Regions from separate parts of the Pelodiscus sinensis genome. Here region 1 is linked to region 2. The links are chromatin contacts, called in public Hi-C maps. All regions are on one chromosome and are shown on one strand. Each heading gives the region's core, a stretch centred on a gene start, on an enhancer-like site or on the middle of the called end of the contact. The rest is flanking DNA. Distances are from core to core; before and after follow the strand shown. Region 1 holds the start of TCEANC (transcription elongation factor A N-terminal and central domain containing). Region 2 holds the start of GEMIN8 (gem nuclear organelle associated protein 8).

What was found. A called contact is a pair of places that touch in the nucleus more often than the background predicts.
Region 1: a contact with region 2 is called in a Hi-C map of blood, with 5 times the contacts expected there. The contact joins the promoter of TCEANC here to the promoter of GEMIN8 in region 2. A contact is called at or near these places in 2 of 5 Hi-C or Micro-C datasets (blood and an unstated tissue).

Annotation. Positions count from the first base shown.
Region 1 is chr1:213,197,674-213,204,621 of ASM4963464v1, forward strand. TCEANC (transcription elongation factor A N-terminal and central domain containing) reads right to left here and starts at 3,298. Exons shown (of 5, transcript XM_075914701.1): 1 at 3,032-3,298; 2 at 632-746.
Region 2 is chr1:212,854,567-212,860,869 of ASM4963464v1, forward strand. GEMIN8 (gem nuclear organelle associated protein 8) reads left to right here and starts at 4,422. Exons shown (of 4, transcript XM_075914529.1): 1 at 4,422-4,533.

The DNA of each region.
Region 1 (6,948 bases), core at 2,048-4,547, 340 kb after region 2:
GGCAGGAGTAAGCAACTAGTCGAGTTCCTACTCAGTTACTCAAGGTAGTCAACTAGTTGCTTATATCCCTAGTCCAAACTAGGGCTCTGGCAGCAACACAGCAATGCAGAGACCTAAGTCAAAGTAATTATATCCTAGAATCCCTAATACTGCCCACTCCGTTGAAGGGAGTGTGGTGCACTGTGCGAAAACTTTTCAGATCTCCCTGTAAACATAAAGCAGCTCACTTTGTAAAAGGCTTGTTCAGTTCACTCTTCATTGCAAACCCAGGAAGCACTCTGATAGTGTGCTTCCAGATCGGTGATCAGAACAGCATGGGTTAACAGTGACCTAAACTCCTTCCATTTGCCAATTGGGCAGGTGGGGCTTTCATTTGCAATAGCATGGACTGCAAACTGATGGTATAAAGAGAACTAAGGTAGTTGTCCCCTGGAATTGTGGGATACTTCCTGATGACTCCCTGGACCTGAGTCAAGCAGGGCTGCAGTTACACTGCAAAACAATAAGGCATGGAACTTGGGTCCTGGCTTCACTCAAGCTCAGACTTTCTTCATCTAACTATGCATTAGTGCAATTGCAGTGGAGATGCAAGGGGCATTAGCCTTGAGCTCAGGCTCAAGCATGGTCTTACTTTGCATGGTAGATGTACAATAAGGCCAGTGGAAGGTTTTAAGTTGCTCTGTCATCATCAACAATTTATCTTGTCTCTTAATCAAGTTATTAAGATATATTCCAGAAAAGAACCCCTAAAAAGAAAACAGTCACTCTGTATAAATGACAAAGGGTAATGAAGTGTATATCACTCTCTTGCACACACAGAGGAAAGGCATGGTTAGCAATTTTGATTGTTAATGTTTATACCAATAGATCTGGTTTGCCAATTAAATTAAGGGAAGTATATGTTATTAAGGACCAACTGTTTCCAGTTTAACAAGCTGTACACTGTTTTGGTAAATTTTAAAATGTTCATCACTCAAAATGTATACAGTGTATGTATTTAAGTTATATTCACAAGTAAACAGTAATATCCTATCACCTTAGGCATTTATGACTAAATATTTTTTAAAAGACCATATGCTTTCCCCAAATCAGAAAATCAGTGGGAGATATCAAAATAATAACCCCAAAATGTTTCACCATGCCCACAATACCTGCTTTATTGTATCCCTTCCACTTAAAAAACAAACAAACAAAAACGAGGGGAGGCCCATAGCATGTTTGGTGAAAGTCAACAAAACTGGGTGTTTCAGACCAACAAGATGGAATGAGTTCTCTCACTTCGGTTGTCAAAAGTCATCTGTAGATCATGGTGATTTGCAAGCACAAAGATTGGGAAGAGAAAGCCCAGGGCTATTTTATAGATAATGACAGAAGATAGGATAAAGAAAGTCCTATCCTCACATCATAAAGATAGCCGGTAAAGAAACAATATACTCCCTCAGATCCCTATGGAAACAGTGATTATGCTAGCCTCCAAAGATCAATGTCTAAACAAGATCCCCACTCAAAAGACATGCACACTCACCTTGGATCATAGGAGATAATGAGTGTTCTATGACAAGGTACATTTCTAAATGCCCTGTTTTCTATTCCAGCACACACAAAAGATCAATGGTGATGGAGACAATTAAATCTGGAGACATTCCAGAGGAACTGTGCATTTTTTAAATATAAAAACTTCAAAATGGGTGTGCTGTCATTAAAAATCAGTAAGAGTTCACAGCACTTTTTTAAAAAGTAGGGGTTTACTATAATATTTTGAACAAATTCTCCTCCCAGCCATTAGCATTCAGAGTTATGAATGTCTTCTGCTCTCTGTCCCGGAGTTGGAAGCATTTCAGCAATGTATTATTTAGTATGTATTTAGTTTGGGAAGGGCTTTTGGATTCTTCAGGATTAAAAGTAATATACGTATCAATACATAAATGTTTACTCTAATTTTTTAGTCAGCATTTTATTACAATAAAAGGTAATGTGAAAAGAACATGAGTGGCATTAGCACAATTACTGTGCTTTTAACCAGGTTGGGACTCCAGAGTTCAAATTTTGGAGCTGATGAAAGAAAGTTATGTCAAATTTTTATTTTTTTTTACCAGGCTCACACACTAACTGGGAACTGTTAAATGATGTGCTTAGCGATGCAAGTCACACTGCCTTCTAGTTCTGCTAGGCAGGTGCACTGCTACGTGGTAGTGGGACTGCAGGTCTTCAGGTTGTGCTGCTGGGTGGCCCCCGCTGCTTCCCAATCTTGCTGGCCAGTTTCGCTGCTGGGATCCAGCTTTGCTGCTTCCTGGCCTCCCTATTCCCCACAGAATTGTCACTGGGTGGCAGCCCTACTGCTGGGCTGTTGGTTTTGCTGCCGCAGGGCAGCCCTGCTACTGGGCTCTAGCCTCACTGCAGGGTTCTCTGGCCCGGCAACATCCCTGGCCTGGTGGAGCCTGGTGACCACCAGGGATGTTGCCGGACCAGAGAGTCCCAGTTAAGAGACGTTCAACCTTAGAGGTGAAGTGTAACCACGTGCATGGGTAACCCACCAGCCTGGGCTCATCAGTGACACGCAGGAGCCTGGCGTGCGCGAGGCGGCTCAGACGCTGGCTCCCGGCACGCACCCACCCGGCTGCCTCCTCTCCCCTCCCTCCCTCCCTTCCCCTTCTATTTATTTCGAGTTTTCACACCCCCTGCTCATAACCCCGCTGAAGAAGGGGGCCGTGCCCAGGGAAGCCCATGATCCCCTCTGCACGTTGTGAGTCTATCCAGTGCTACCGGGCCATTTGCTGTTGTTTTCTGAAACTGTCCCTGTCCCTGAGGGCTCCCGCCATGCTCGGGGGGGGGGGGGGGACACGGGGACGTGGCGGGGTTTCACCCCCCAGGCGTCCGGCCACTAACGCACCCGCAGCGGGGCGCCCGGGAGCCACAGCGCAGGCGCGGGCCAAGGTGCTGCGGCGTGTCCCGCCCCCTTGCGCGCGGTGCCCTTCTCCCCGCGGGCCCCCGACGTACGTCAGCCCCACACTACTCCTGCGGCGACCGTTACCTCCGCTCTAGGGCAAGAGCATCCGGGCTCCCCCCGCGCTGAGCCGGCCGCCGCCATCTTGCCGCTGTCGTGTAGGGCCCCGGCCGGCACTGCGCATGCTCAGTGCGCTCCGCGGGAGGCGGGGCTGAGGCAGCCCCCGGGGTTTCCGAGCTGCCGCCCTCGGGGGCTGCTCTGACTCGCGGGGACTAGAGCGCCGCTCTGTGGAGAGGCAACGTCCCAGCCGCAGCGAAGGGGGACGGTGGCCCAGAGGGAGCGCGAGCGCCCCGCTGCGAGCTCATCCCTGGCCAGCTGGGCACAGCACGTGGCAAGAGCCTCCCCCCCCCCCCGCGCGCAGCGCAGCCTCGGCAGGGCAGCTGCCACATGGACCCAAAACCACCCTCGCCCCTGCCCCGAGGGCGGGAGACTGGCGCGGCGCGCAGCCTGTCAGCCGTGGCGAGACAGGCAGGGAGGGGTCCGCCCTGCGAGCCTGCCCTTTGATCTACCGAAAAGAACAAACCACGGGCGGCGTTGTCAGCATCACCTTGGTCCTGGGCATGTGTGTGTGGACCCGTGTTTCTAGATCACATCTACACTGCAACTCAGACTGTTTCCAACACACTTGTCCCCTGGCTCAAGTACACTATTCATGTCATGATGGAGTCTGCTGAGCTTCCTAAACGCAACTGAAGTCTTGGCATGAGGTTGTTCCTGGACCGGGGTGACTTCTAAGTGGCTTCTTAGCATATTTATAACTGTGCTATGTTGCAGAAAGAGGCTGACGCAAAGATCAACCATGGTCTCGTGTTCAGTGGTACATTGAAACAGGAGGGGGCGCCCTCACTATATATTTAGGAGAGTAGTAATAGAGATGTAGCAGGGTTAGTCTGGTGTAGCTGAAACAAAAGACAGGACTATGCAGCATTTTAAAGACTAACAAGATGGTTTATTAGATGATGAGCTATCGTGGGCCAGCCCCACTTGCTCAGATCAATTTTCTTCCACAATTTGATCTGAGGGGAAAGCTCATCACCTAATAAACCATCTTGTTAGTCTTTAAAGTGCTGCATAGTCCTGTCTTTTATTTAGGAGAGATGAGAGAATCCTACTGCCCTAGCACCTATAACCAATAGAAGTGTAATAGTGTAAAAAAGCAATAATAATTTAAATGATTGCCATAGCTAAAGTTAGTGGAGGAGGACAAGAATATCAGAAACATTCCAGCGCTCAACTTGGTGCTACATCATTTTTGCAATTCCTGTCAAAATGTTAAAAATAAATATTAAATTCAAAGCATTGAGCAATGAGGAGAAACGATCCTTCAGTTTAAAGTAACCAGAAGGATTTAAAAACACACAAAAAACTCTGCTTCTGTGACCCTGAAACTAAACAGGTGGAATGCAAATCTAAGTTGGCATAAACAACTCTAAATAGTAATATTTTAAAAGTTCATTATAAAAATATACTTGACCATATGAGAGAAGGACTTGGTATTGTGCTACATGCTGAATATAAGTTTTTATGTAATTAATTGTGTTCATTTTAAAGTTCACCTATTTCTTGTAAGTCAACAAATAAGCACAAAAATATGTAAACTGTTGGTATTTGCGATATTCTTTCATGTTTTTCTGACTATTTTACATAGAGTATCCAAGCTGATCATGTAAATGACAAATACTGATTTGTAATGCACATACAATAATACTTGAAGCACTTTCTCAGATCGCAATTATAAAATCCATTTAATTCTTTACTGCACATTTTTTCTCTGGCTATGTGTAAGTCCAGTGAGTGGTGCTCCTTGCTGATACTTCAGGACCCTGAATTCTGATTTTTTTTAAAATTACTCTTTCCTTTCCATTATGGCTGATGAACCATGCTATGAGATATAACATTTTATTTTTCTGAAAAATTAAACATGGGGTTTTTTTAGGTTAAAGGCAATGTACAGTAAAACTCCGGTGGTCCGGCATCCAACTGCAACCCGGAAGTGCTCCGGCAGCTGCTTCAAGTTGTTAGAGTAATTGATTAACTGCGGCTGGATCCACAGCCAACACTGTCAGCCGACGGTCAGAACAGTGTGTGTGTGTGTGTGTGTGTTTCCGAGAAAAGGTTTAACGTCCGTGTCTTTACTGCTAGGACCGGGGTCCCGTCGCAGAGGGTGGCCAGCAGGCCAACAGACGCCCCGTTATATAGGAAGAGCTTATTTCACCTTAGATTTCAGCTGCTAGAACACGGGTTCCTTCGCAGCGGGCAGCCTAGGAAAGGCTGAAAAGGTGCCCCAACGGATCTTGTCACCTGGGAGTGACACAGATCCAAACGCCCAAGCTCTCCCCATGTCTGTCCCTTTATGACCGGCTGAAGTTCTTTTAAATTGTGCTTGGTTCTATTACAGCAACTGGAGGAGTCAGGTTAAAAACTTAAACAGTTACAGGTTTATTAAAAGACTTGTAAAAGCATATGGTTACAATGGCTATTGCTCTATTTCTTAAATGCTAGCAAATATATATATATATATAGGTCTTAAAAATGATCACAGGAAAAAGGTAAAGATAGAAAATAGAAATAATGGTACCAAGTGACAGCTTAATCTTTAAAGAGCTATAACACTATGTATATATATACTTAAACAAAGGACCACATCCAGGTACAATTTTTACCCCTTTCTGTGCCTCTCGACTCCAGCGTGTCAGGGCCGGTCTCTCAATTCCTAGGAAAGATGAATACGAGGTGGGCGTCCCCTCTGGAACCTCGGGAGATCAAACACCAAACCTGACCAGCAGATAGATGGTAGATTGACACTCAGAGAAAATATGCTGCTGGACCCATCTATATACCTCTGGGGGCCCGTATCCTCTTTCTTATCTAAGAGGCCAAATTCTACTGGTCCGTTTTGTGGCACCAGTTCTTACAAGCAAATTTCAAGTTAATTTACACTTGCAAGAGAGATAACTAAACTGTGAATACTAGACTTTTTTTTTTACTGGGCGAGAGATTCCTCCCCCCGTGGATGGATGTGTGTTCGTATCAATATGGGTTAAGTCAAGGACACTCCTTGGCAGCCTCTTGGTCAGCAATTAGTGTATCTCTGTTTACAGCCATTCACGGTCACACAGCCTGGGCCTTCTGCTCTGTGTGCCCTGGATGCTCTAGGCAAGCAAAAATGGATGTTACAAGGGGGGTTCCTGTCTGGCTACAGACACGCAGTTAATGTAACTTTCCTCTCTACTGCCGGGAAGGGGGGGGGGCGGGGGAAGGTAGGGGTCAGTGGGAGAGGGGGAGAAGGAGGGGGCGTGGTTGTGCCAAATTCAGGGTGTTCTGGTCAGTTACAGTCACTCTGGCTGGATCCACAGCCGACACACAGTTAATGTAATTTTCCTCTCTACTGCCGGGGGGGGGGGGGCAGGGGAAGGTAGGGGTCGGTGGGAGAGGGGGAGGGGGAGGAGGAAGGGGCGAGGGTGTGCCAAAGCAGCCGCATTCAGGATGTTCTGGTCAGTTACAGTCACTCTGGCTGGATCCACAGCCGACACGCAGTTAATGCGTCCTGAATATGGCTGCCTGCCTGTCACCGCCTCTCCTCTTCCACCGCTCGCAGGCTCTGCCTCCCTGCAGCAGGAGGGAGGGTTTGGCACACCCCCGCCCCCTCCCCCGCTTCCCCTCCGACGAGACCCGCCCCTGCCAGAGTACCTCCTGATAGTCCGGCATTTCTGATAATCCGGCACCACCTGGGTCCCAAGGGTGCCGGATTATCGGAAGTCTACTGTAATAAAATATCTTTTTCACTTCTTATACTGTTTCTGGGGCACTGAAAAGCTGGCATAAGAATACATGGTTTACCAAGACATCATAATGAATCAGTGTCCTTTATGAGATGAAATTAGAACAGCTCAAGTGGCAGGGGCCTGTGCTTTTGGAATTTAAAGATTTATCATACTGTTATG
Region 2 (6,303 bases), core at 3,172-5,671:
GCCACTGGGGGCAGCTCCCAACCAGAGGGAGACCCAGACCCCTTCCCTTATTATGATGCCCTGGACCACATCCTGGGGGGCTGGATGGTCCATGCCCCCCAGGTGGTCATTGACCCTGGGGCAGAGGGCCCTGCCCATGACACTGAGGAGGAGAAAGGAGGATGACAGCCAGGAGCCTCAGGAGCTGTCCCAGCAAGCCTGTCGCCGGTGTCATCCGAGGCTGGGAAGGCAACGACATGTGAGTGCTAAGACTGTCCCCTTATGTGGCGGGGGTGGGAGAGGAGAGGAAGACCATGGATCACGCAGCAGCCTGTACATGTGCTGTGCCACCCCTGGGTACGTGGCCCCGGCTGACTGCCACACAGGGGCCTTGGCCTGTTACCCACATGCGTGTATGTATGAAGGCACATGACGTGCTCCTGACCCCAGGGTAGGACATTGTACGATGCCCTCCCTCCACACAGAGGCAGGGGACATCTTGCAGCCCCACCCCACCCCCATGGGGATAGCAGGATATGCTTAACATGGCCTCTGTGCAAGCACATTGGCTCTGATGGTGCGGAGACCTGCTGTCCTCGCCACACAGAGGGGGGCTGGGCTTCACCCACCCAGGGAGAACTGACCACTTCTCTTCAGTGCCGGACTGAGCCATACTTGCACCCTGGGCAGCGGGCGCATGTGTGGCCCCGCCCCCAGGCGCGCGGTGCCCCTTACCACTTCAATCAGGCGGCCCCCATAAGTTGGCACCCCAGGCAGCTGCCCAGCTAGCCTCCCCCTTATTCCGGCCCTTCTTCTCTTGTTTCTCCACAGCCGCAGCAGCTGCACCACCCCACCCAGGACAGCCTCCTGCACCCGGGCCAGCAGCCTGACCCGTAACCAGGAGGAGTACCAGCGGCAGCACCTGGGGATCCTGCGAGGCCAGCACCACACCCTGGACCACTGGGTGCATGAAGACCTGCAGCTGTGGTGGGAGAGCTGGAGGGAGCTGCTTGCCCAGGGCCGTGCCACCTCCAACCACCTGCAGACCCTGGTGCAGAGATTGCTGCTTCCTGACGCTCCACCCCCTGCTGCTGCCCCAGCTATTGCTCCTCTTCCCACTCCTGCTCCCCCTCCTGCCTTTTCCTCCCCTCCCCACCCGCACCACCCTCCATACCTGCTCTCCTCCAGGGACGCCGAGGCCCCCACACCCGCAGTGCTGGGAGATAGGTGGGCCAGCAAGACCCCCAACCCTGAGCTTCTCCTCCCCTTTCCTCCCCTCACCTCCCTCTTCCAGCTCCCTGCTCCCAGGTTTCCCCCTCCACTCTCCCGCCCTCATTGCCGCCTCACCCCAGTTTTGTTCAATAAACAGAGTTTGTTTTTGTCAACAAATGTGTCTTTATTTAATGGGAAGGGGGTTAGGGAGGGGTCAGTGAAAGGATGTGATGGTGAAATGAGGCACAAGCCTCCAGTGGGGCACACCAGGAAGACTTTAGTCCTCCTCCGGGTGGAAGCTCTCCTGCATGGCCTCCCGGATATGGGCAGCCCCCCGATGGGCCTCCTGGCTGGCAGCCGGGTGGGACTGTGCGTACAGGCCAGCCAAGTGGTCAGCCTCTGCCATCCAGTCCAGCAGGAAAGCCTTCCCCTTTCTCTTGCACAAATTATGCAGCACACAACACACTGCCACCACGTGTGGAATATTCCGCTCGGATAGATCCAGGCGAATAAGGAGGCATCTAAAACAGGCCTTCTACCAGCCTAATATCCCCTCCACCATGATGTGGGCCCTGCTGAGCTTGGCATTAAAGGCCTGTCGGGAGGAGTTGAGGTGTCCTGTGTAGGGCTTCATCAGCCAGGGTTGTAGGGGATCGGCTGCATCCCCCACCAGACACACAGGCTTGTCCACATCCCTGACCCTGATGTGGCGGTCAGGGAAGAAAGTGATTCTTCTGGCTGGGGATCCACCGAGAGGTCAGCGACTATTGTGCCTCGTGCCCGGAATGCCAAAAGACTAGCCTGGGTTGGGTCCCATGGGCACCGCTGATACCACTACTGGTGGTGAGGATGCTGTTCAAGCGCATAGGCCTGGACCTGGTGGGCCTGCTGGAGCTGGAGCTGGAGCTGGAGCTGGAGCTGGAGCGGCGCACCAGTGGGAAACAAATATATTTTGTTCATCGTGGACTATGCCACCTGTTACCCAGAGGCGATCTCTTTATGGGCCACTCCCAGGCTGCTGCTCTGCGGGCTGCCACTCGTCCTGCCACCACTCGTCCAGCTGCTGCTCCTCGGGCAGTTGCTCCTCGTCTGTGGCTCCACTGGATGCGGCTCCTTCAATCCCTTTCTCCTCTCCGTCTTCCATTGTCTGTCTTGTCTAGATTGTAAGCTCTTTAGGCAGGAACTTCTCCCATTCTATCTTTGCACAGTTCCTCACACAATAGTGCCACATTATGGTTTTTGCTAGCTCACAGTTCTTTTTGTTTTGTTTTCCATGGTAGATGTCTACAGGGGGAGGGGGGAAGAAAGCTAGATGGCCTGAAGATTTTGGTTTTTTAACAATATTAGTCCCCACATTCACTCGCCATTTTTCCCCTTCCAGTTCTCTCTTATCCAGGGTTATTTTTACAAAATAAAACCTAGTTCAGAGGTTAGTCCAAATCAGTCACCCACAGTCTGCAACCTGTGACAGTTACACCCTAGCCCTAGATTATCTTTGTGTTTCAAATTGACAGGACCTAAGAATCAGTTAATAGTTCATTCTGAAAAAGTTTATGTTTTAACTGAATAAGAATCCACGGTCATTCAAGGCACACACAGGTCTGAAGACAGTCGGTATTTTAGGTTGAAGAAGCGTGATAGTCAACTGGCTGAGAAGTAATCAAGCAAAGTGACAGCAAAGAGATTGATCACTGAAAAAGCAGAAGGTGCTGATCTCACCATTTACAGAATATACCTTAGCAGCTTATTTAATGGAGTGACATCAAATGTAAGTCCCAGAGGGCATTCATCTTTTAATATTTCCACACAGAGAGTAAGTATGCAGGATAGGCGTACAGGAGAAAAGTAGCAAACAACAAAGGGACTCGCTTTGCCACAATATCTACATACCTTCAGGATCTCAAGTAACATGTTTTTAAAAATTAGTGATTTTTAATGATTTTAGATAGAATATGAGCTGCAATTAATGCAAATAAAACATATTGGGGTAAAAAAATCTGTGTCAAATTTGGTGATAGCTTTTACTTTTAAGTATGTGATTGATGGTGATGTCTTTAACAAAATGACTACATATGGCATACTTTTGTGCAGTTTATCCTGTGATAGCTTTTTCACCACTACAAACATACAGTAGTGACATTTCAGCTGTAGTCTGTAACTTGGAGTGCCTTTGCTTTAATAGAGAGTCTGTCTGCATCTTTCAGCCACAGGCTCCTCCGATGGGGTGCTAACACTGACATATGCAGGAGAGCATGTTATCAAGATGTAATCCATAGGTCCAGGATAGATAATGGATTCAGGCAATTCCAAGTGAGAGGGAACTGGTCAGAGACCTGAAGGAATTGCTGGGGAAGATGCAACCTATCTCAACCAGGAGGAAATAGCCTTGTCTGTCTATCTATGTACTTCTTAGCCATTGGCCAGGGAGAGAGGCAAGAAAGAACAGGGATATTAGCATTAGCATGTGACCCCAGGATTTGAAAAGGATTAAATCCAAAAGAGTAGAAGGGATTATTTATGAAGCATTGCTGTATTATGGAAGACCCAAGCAACCTGCTTACATAATGAAATCAGGCTGACTTAATAACACGCCCCTTTCAAACAGGATGTCTATTTGAGTTCCAGGAAGGGAAGGCATGAAGCATCAGGCACAAGCACGCAGGAATCTTTTCCCCCATCACACTTTCTCTCAGCATAACACCACATCAGTATCCTGAAACCACACAACTATACTACTCCCAACAGAATGGGGGGGGGGAGAAGATACAAGGCTCTATTTGTGTTCACTTTTAAGGGCACATTAGAGGCTAGCTGGATGGCAAGTCATGCACATTTACATTTTGCAGAAAGAGATGCAGGCAGAGATCTTATTTAATAAAATGTGTATCCAATAATCATCGCGCTCTTGATACTTTTACAGGTCGGGCCTCCCTTGTCCGGCACACTGGGGACCTGAGTCCCAAACCACGGAGTGTGCCGGACTAGGGGAGGTCCAGGCTCCGCACCCGGCTGCAGGCTCCGCTTCTGGCCGCGCCCGCGCAGTGAGGCGGCTCCCCGGCTAGCGGCCAGGCCCGGGGCGGTCACTGACTCATTCACCCTCGGGCCCCGCTCAGGGCGAGCCGCTGTGGTTGCCAACTTCCCCGCCCGGACTCCATTGCAGCGCCTGGCGTCCCGTCCGGGAAGTTGGCAACCCGGCGCGGCGGGCGGGCGGGGGCGCGGGCTGCCCTGCGCCGCTAGATGGTGCCCGAGCCCAGGAGGCGCCGCAGCCGGCGAGCCCCGCCCCCGGCCCGGCAGGAAGCGGAGCGAGCGGACCCGGGCGCTGGCGCTGCTCGTGGAGCCACAGTACGTGCCGGGCCCGCGCCGCGTGGGGGCGGGATCCGGCGGGGGGGGAGCGACTGTTCCCCGCCCACGTGCCTGAGCCGCAGGGGAGCGGGGACCCCCCCCGCCGCCGTGGGGGGCCGCGGGAGGGGAACAGACCCGCCCCCCCCCCTCGCCTGGGCGCTCAGCTGGTGACTGGGCCGGGGGGAGGGGAGCCCCCCCCCAAAAAGCAGCCTGTGATCGGGGTGAATCGCTGGCGTGGGGCGACCAGCCGCCCCCGTGTGAAGTGAGGAGGAAACCCCCCCCCCCCGCCCCTCTGCCTCAGCAAGGGGTGCTCGGGGTGCGTGAGAAAGCAAACTCACCCTCACCCCCAGGCCGTGACCCCTGCGTTAGCCGGGCACTTAGGATCCCCCTACCAGGGCCTTACTGTATCACCTGCTGTGCAAACAGCAAAAAGCTGGCTTGGTGCAATAGGGACGGAAGAAATGGGTTCCAGTGGAAACGATCAACTGTAGATGTAATACACATTACTGATAACTTGATTTTCGCTCTAGGAGCAGAGCAGTTGTGTGTATATATAAAATAAAATAGCATATATGGCAGGGGTGGGCAAAAGGGCCTCCGCGGGCTGGATCCCACCTGCCAAGCAGGCTGATCCGGCCAGCAGAGGCCCTGCTGCTCCCCCACCCCGAGGCCAATTGGGACCTGGGGGTGAGAGAGCACAAAAAACTTCCTCCCGCCCTGCAAGGAACACATTGTACTTCAAAGTGCTACACGCTCCCAGGGCGGGAGGCAGGGAGAAGGAAGCTTTAGGCTGCTCCCCCACCCCAAGGCCCTGATTGGTCTGTGGGTGGGGTAGCCCAGAAGTTTCCTGGCTTCAAAAAATTTTGTAGTGGCCCCCAAGCCAAAAATTATTGCCCACTCCTGATATATATATATAGTGCGCAGACTTGCTCTGCAGTACTAAGGTTGCAGAACTGAGTTTAGATCCCACAAAGACCTTAAAAAGCAGAGTTCATTGGGGACCTTACATAGAATCATAGAATCCTAGGCTGGAAGAGACCTCAGGAGGTCATCGAGTCCAGCCCCTGGACCAGACCTAACTAAATCATCCTAGCCAGGGCTTTGTGAAGCCGGGAGTTAAAAAAATGTTTAAGCGCCTGTTTAAATCTTTGCAAAATTGGGGCTTACTGATATATGTTACCACAAACCCTGGGGGTGTTTTTTAAAATTAATTTTTGGTGTGTTTTAAGAAGTCGCTTGGTATTGGGGACACTTTTATTATGTGTTAGACGACTAACTTGGCATTACCCAGGGCTGGGGTGGGGCCATGCACCCTGACTGCCAGCTTCTTCACTGTGCTGCAGGTGGGAGGGGAGGTGGCTGCACATCCCATCTGCTGACTTTGACCAACCCAGGGGCAGGAGTGGGGTGCACACCCTGGCCGCTGGCTTCACTATGGCCGGTCTGGCTGGGTCTGGGGAGGCCGTGCAAGCTTCTTGCTGGCACTTCCCAGGCTTGGCAAGGGTGTGTGTGTACAGCAGCTAGCACCTGCTTCCCAGGGCGGGTTGGGTGCTGCCAACCAGTGGCTTCTGGATGGGACATTTGCCCCCTGTGGTCATTCCACAGTATAACTGTTCTTCCTGCCATACTTGTCCCTTTCCATTTTATGAGAAACAATTGAATTCCAGGGACATCCTGGCGCAACCAAACCCTGACCATGCCTTAAGTTATGATAAGAAGCAGCAGCATGCCAAAATCGGTAGTCCTAGCTCTTACCGTTTAGGAAGGGTT